2 separate regions of the Rattus norvegicus genome follow, and region 1 is linked to region 2. Evidence: chromatin contacts called from public Hi-C data. All regions are on one chromosome and are shown on one strand. Each heading gives the region's core, a stretch centred on a gene start, on an enhancer-like site or on the middle of the called end of the contact. The rest is flanking DNA. Distances are from core to core; before and after follow the strand shown. Region 1 holds the start of Ap1ar (adaptor-related protein complex 1 associated regulatory protein). Region 2 holds the start of Neurog2 (neurogenin 2).

Evidence for each region. Hi-C and Micro-C count contacts between places; a contact is called where the count stands out from the background.
Region 1: a Hi-C map of kidney shows a contact between it and region 2, with 4 times the contacts expected there. The contact joins the promoter of Ap1ar here to the promoter of Neurog2 in region 2. A contact is called at or near these places in 5 of 12 Hi-C or Micro-C datasets (Schwann cells, frontal cortex, kidney and 2 more).

The regions. Positions count from the first base shown.
Region 1 is chr2:218,981,895-218,984,784 of GRCr8, reverse strand. Ap1ar (adaptor-related protein complex 1 associated regulatory protein) reads left to right here and starts at 1,571. Exons shown (of 11, transcript NM_001191850.1): 1 at 1,571-1,647. The coding sequence starts at 1,571.
Region 2 is chr2:218,765,560-218,768,521 of GRCr8, reverse strand. It overlaps Neurog2 (neurogenin 2), which reads right to left and starts at 1,317. Exons shown (of 2, transcript NM_001398677.1): 1 at 927-1,317; 2 at 1-664. The coding sequence starts at 663.

The sequences.
Region 1 (2,890 bases), core at 322-2,821, 220 kb before region 2:
AAGCCATTTCACTGGCACTCAAGGAGCTGTCAGTTTGTCTACTTGAATACCAAAGGGTCAAGTAGACCAGTTAAGTGCTAAGACCGAAATCGTGGTTGGCCTTGGTGGTTAAGAACCAGCACTATGAGTAGAATGCTTTATTAGTAGTACTATTTTTTTTCAATGTAACTATTCCACTCACATTAAAGTGGGTTAAAATAGTAATTTCAATGGTTATCAATGAAGCATGTTATCCACAGGACTAGGCATCTGTGAAACCATGCCTTATATCCAATCCGGGTAAGAGCAGGGTTTCGTTTCATAGACATGGCTGGCCAGGAACTGACTCTGTAGACCAGGCCGGCCTCCAACTCACAGACATACTTCTGCTTCTAAAGCTACCCAATGTCCGAGACTGGGTTTTAGGGTAGCATTTGAGGACATGGATCTTCACCCCAGCCTTGCTCTCAAGTTGGAGCCACATATTTGAATTAGAAATGGCTTGTTCTCCTGAAAATTCAAGACCTTTTGCTGATTTCCTGGTTCTCATCTTCTCCACCTAAAATTACTTTAACCTTTACAAAAAAAAAAAAAAGAAAGAAAAGAAAAAGAATGAAAGAAAGAAAGAAAAGAAAAGAAAAGAAAAGAAAAGAAAAGAAAAAGAAAAAAAGGACAGGGTCTCACGCAACCTCCAACTTTAAAGTGTATCTGAGGTTAACCTTGAATTTATGGCTCTGCTTTCATCTGTCAAATACTGCGACCGCAGATTTCCCACCATACTTCTACCAACCGAGCTACATTCCCAAACTTGAATTTTTCGTTTTTAATAAAAGAAAATCTGGCTAGTAGTACAGTTAAGTGTTTCTCCAGTACGCTGGCAGTATAACGGGCATACGCTGCCACGCAAACGAGAATATTTGAAGAATTTAAAACAAAACAAAACCTTCTTGGTGTGTTCTAAGTAATGGCAATGAGTTCCTAGTCTCTACCTCTAGCTCTGGTGCAGTACTGGAACGCATTCGTTGGGTAACTTGCGACCCGCTGCTGCAGGGGAGGAGGCTCGTGTGCTTTAGGTACAAAGTTCGAAGGCTAAGCCTGCGCTCGACGCTCCCTGCACTATCCCCATGGCTTGATAGCAAGTGACGAAGACGCCAGACATGACACACAGAGAGGGAAATTCACCACACATCACCTACAACCAAGAACAGCGCCTCCTGCCAAACTGAGACAGCCAAACCGGAAGCTAGCGGAAATGACGCACACGCCAGCCGCCGGAAGCGGAGCCGCCAGAAGCGTGTCCAATGGGAACACAGAAGCGGCAGGGGGCGTGGCGGCGCGGGCCTCCCGCGGGTGCCGGGGCGGTGACCGGCTCGGGCGGGTGGCAAGCAGGCCATGCGGACGGCTGGCGACCCGGGACCCCACGGCCCTGCGCTCGTCCCTCGCGCCCGGGTATCCAGGAGCCCGCGGGCCTAGCGGCGGCCTTTGTTCCCTACATCACCGTCTGCCGAGCTCCGGCCGGCGCGGATGCAGCTGCTCCGCCTGGGCTCGCGCTCGGGGCTGGAGGAGGAGCGGCAGCTCCAGGCGGCATGCGATGGGGAACTGCTGCTGGACGCAATGCTTCGGGCTGCTCCGCCGGGAAGCGGGTCGGCTGCAGCGAGCGGGCGGAGGGTAAGCGGCAGCGCAGGCCCGGATGCCCGCCCGGGGTCGGCGGTGGTGGTACCCCCGCCCCCGTGCGTGATCCATGTCCCTTAAGACTTACCTCGGGAGGCACGGCTCCTGTGAGCACCCCGCACTGCCGTCTGGACACACCCTACTTTGACTTACTGCCGAAGCGTCGGTCTCTGTATTTGGTCTTCCTTTTGGGCCTTGACAGAACTGGTGAAAATCTGACCCCAAGGTTGATGCCTCAGGTGCATTTTAAATGGAAGGCACTTCTGCTCCAGGCTCTGGTGAACTCTGTTAGGTAAAAGAGATACAGGATCACAGTGCACACTGGCCATTTAAGTGATTGGTGCGACAGTTTGTGAATCTTTTAATAGTAATACTTAGAATTTTGAAAAGAAATGCCCCGCTGTGATTGCTATGCTTGGTAATCTAATCAAAATAAAACCTAGCATCACTTCTCTTGTGTGAAAGTGGATATGCTTAAGAATTCTCTATCTGCACTATCCAATAGCAAAATTGTATGATTACTGTTCTATCTTTATTTCCTTGAATAATGAAGTAAAGAAAAAAAAAAAAAAAACAGGGGCACATAGCATTGATGTTGATTTTATTCTTCCTAAGTATTTCCCAAAAATTTAAATCTAGAAGCAAAAAACCTAAGCCAGCTAATCTATCTAAAGAATATTCTGTTTTTTACTTTCTTAAGCATTGTGCCAAATTTTGAGCCAATAGCTTTGTATCACGAAACTATCAGCGTACACAAACTGGAAACAAGTGATTTGTAATTCGAATCTTTGAGTCATGGATACATTATGAAATGATTCACTCATCAAGCAGTGTGTCAAAGTACTTAAGGTGTTACACTGTGCACCCCTAGAATGGGAATGGGTGGACTTAAAAGATTTCTACTTAGTTTGGTGTTTTGATTTTCCTGATTTCGATACCGTTACTTTCACAGGCATGTGACAGCTGTTTTGTATTGTGATCCAAAATCATGCTCTTCTAAGTATCCTATGAGTGAACTCGTAAAGCTGTAGAAATGGGCTCATGGAAGAACTGGACATTACACCATCTTTGGCTTTATTATCATTCCTTGGAAGGCATAACAAACTCTGGGAAGGAGTGTTTTGAATTCTGTGATGGACAATATATTCTTGTATTTGACTTTGGAGTATGTTACCTGGGTTCTGTAAGAACCTTGGGTGTTTTTTTAACAGTGACTTTACAAATGATATTTTAATTAGAT
Region 2 (2,962 bases), core at 68-2,567:
GTTGGAGGAGGACGCGGGGCTGTTGGTGCAGCTCCAGGAGGAGGATGGCGAAGGGCTGTCCCCGCTGGCGCCGAGCGCCGCTCCGGGGCTCAGCAGCACCGCCTCGGAGAAGAGCGCCCCCTGGAGGCTGCCACCGCCCGCGCAGTGGTCCGCCAGGCGGAGGGTCTCGGTGAGCGCCCAGATGTAATTGTGGGCGAAGCGGAGCGTCTCGATCTTCGTGAGCTTGGCGTCCTCGGGGAAGGTGGGCAGCACCTCGCGCAGCGCGTCCAGCGCGGCGTTCAGGTTGTGCATGCGGTTGCGCTCGCGGTTGTTGGCTTTGAGCCTGCGGGTCTTCTTGATGCGCTGCACCGTCTCCGCAGTCTTGGCGCCTCGGGAGACGGCCCGTGCGCGCGACGGGCGACGCTTGCACTCGTGCACCAGGCCCAGCAGCCTCCCTGGCCGGCAACCCCCGGCACCCGACGCCGAACTGCCCTGCACCCCCTGCCCGGCTTCCGCCCCGCGCTGCCCACGCGCGGCGCCTGGCCGGCGCAGCTCCTCGTCCTCCTCCTCGTCCGCGCTGGAGGACATCGGAGTCAGGGTCGCCGAGGCTGGGGAAGCCGAACCCAGCAGCATCAGTACCTCCTCTTCCTCCTTCAACTCCAGAGTCTCGGACTTGACGAACATCCTGCGAAAGAAGAGGGGGCAGATAAAATTTACTACAGGAACTGGGCGAAGTGTCGCCCCAACAACTCCCTTCCCCCAAGGTGCATCCACGAAGGTGGGGAAAGAAGAGCTGGAGAGGAGCGCCCCTGGCTCGAGCCACCTTCTGAACGGTCACTTTGGGTCACAGAAGCCACTGCGTCCAGAGCGATGGAGTTAGCATGGGCGGCGTGGGCCTGCGTGGGGACACTGCCTGCGAAGTTGAGAGCCGCGGCGTGCACACTTACCTACCCGGCTCCAGATGTGTCGCGGTGCAGCTGCTGCTCTGGTGTGTGTGGGGTGTGTGTGTGTGTGTGTGTGTGTGTGTGTGTGTGTGTGCGCGCGCGCGCGCGTGTGTGTGTGTGTGTGTCTGGGAATGTCCCCGCAGCCCGGAACGGAGCACGGTGTCCTCCGCGCCGCCGGCTTGGCGCTTCCTCGGCGCACCTCTGCGGGGGGCCTTTCTGCTGGGCGACTTTGCCAAGAGCCCGGGCGACCGCGGCAGCCCGCCTGGGTCTCGTGTGTTGTGCTCGTGCGTGTCCGTCTGTCAGTCAGTCCCTGGCCGTGCGGCTGCTGGCACGCGACTCCCAAGCACTCCAGTTAAAGCCGAGCTGCTTGTGGTTCAGTGGCTGCGTGTCTGGCACACGACTCTCCTTAAAACCCCTTATATACCACCAAGAAAACAATCAGATCTGCCCCGGGGCCCCCTCCTCACCTACCCTCCCCCCGCCCTCTCCTCCTCCGCCTGTCCTGCACCTCCTCCAGTCCCCCGCTCTCCCCCTCCAGCTTATTCTTTTCATCGTATTATCATCATTCATTTCTTTCCCTTTCTTTAGTCCCTCTCCCCCTCCCTTGGCCCGGCCATCCATCCTCCTCCTCCATCACCCCCGCCCCTCCGTCCCCCCTTTATCTAATCAGCATAAAATGGTTCTAAAGCTCCTGTTGGCGCTCCAGGCTGCAGCCCAAGCTACCGGAGCCGCGGCGGCGGCGGCGGCGGCGGCGGCAGTGGCTCAAGCTGCGGCTGTTGTCGCCGCCGCTGTCTATTGTGATTGGTGGCTCGCGCTCGGCTGGAGCGTGCCGCTAATTTATTAATGAAAGGAGGTCGCGAGGCGCAGCTGGCCAATCAGTGTTCCCGAGACTCCGGGAGGCCTGCGAGCCACGCGCACCGGAGCCCGCTCCCTTTCAGCAGCTCATTAGGGGCCCGAGCGCTGGGGGCCCATGGCGGGGGAGGGGGCACCCCAACTACTGCTCCCGCCCTGGTCTTCGAGGCAGCAGGGGCTGCCCCTGCCCGGATGCTAGCATACAAGTCCCACCGGTCTCAGCCCGGCCTCACCCACGACCCGAGCCTCCTCGGAATTAGTGAGAGTCAGAATCCCGGAGAAGGCAGCCGGGTGGTGTTGCCAGCCATCTCTAGGCAAAGTCTCTTTGGGGCTGTATTAAATAGAAAATGGTTTTTAAAACGCCTGAGTCTGATTAGGAAAGGGAAGGGATATGTTCATGAGCCAGGCAGTAGACACTTGAGAGTGCTTGAGTTCCAGAGAAACTAGTGTATGCCTGGCTGGGGAACCTTAGGAGTTCACAGAGACGTCCCCTAAAAGGGGAAATCGGTCGGAGAGCAATAGATGGGCATTAAAAATAATAATAAACACACTCACATGACACACCCATTTTACCTGAGACACAGCGAGGCTTCACGCATTGATGTAATTTGGGGGGCTTCTGGTGCGGAAGGAGTTGGGTATCAACAACAGGTTAATACAGCCAAATGATATTTTGAGGTGGCTTCCTGTGGGGGTGGCAAATTCAAGAGGGCTGCTGCTCCTAGGAGCGAGTGGGCCACACTGACACTTGACCTTTGCTCCGCTCTGGGGGGCGTTGTTGAGACATGGGGCCGGTCCTCCAATTCTGCTTTTTCAGTGAGGAAAACAAAACAAAACAAAACAAAACAAAACAAAACCGAGCGGTAGCTCCCTGCTGGAGTTGAGAGGAAACTTGTTCTGATTTGTTCCTCCCCCTTAGCACCCTTTCCACTGAACCAGAGTCCCAGAAGTGAGTCCTGGGCCGAGTGTCATCTGGGACTGGGACCGGTCGCTCGACTCCATCCCTTAGGATCTTTTTTTTTTTTTTGAGGATGAAAGGAGAGTCTTGGGAGGGGCTTCAGCAGTGCACCAGAGCCAAAGAAAGAGATTATCCGCGGGTCTCTGTCTCCTTAGTTTGTAAGGACTGAAAATAAGTTGAATCTCAGACAAGAGTTCAGCCAGTTGGCAAGGTTTGCGTGCGTTTAGTT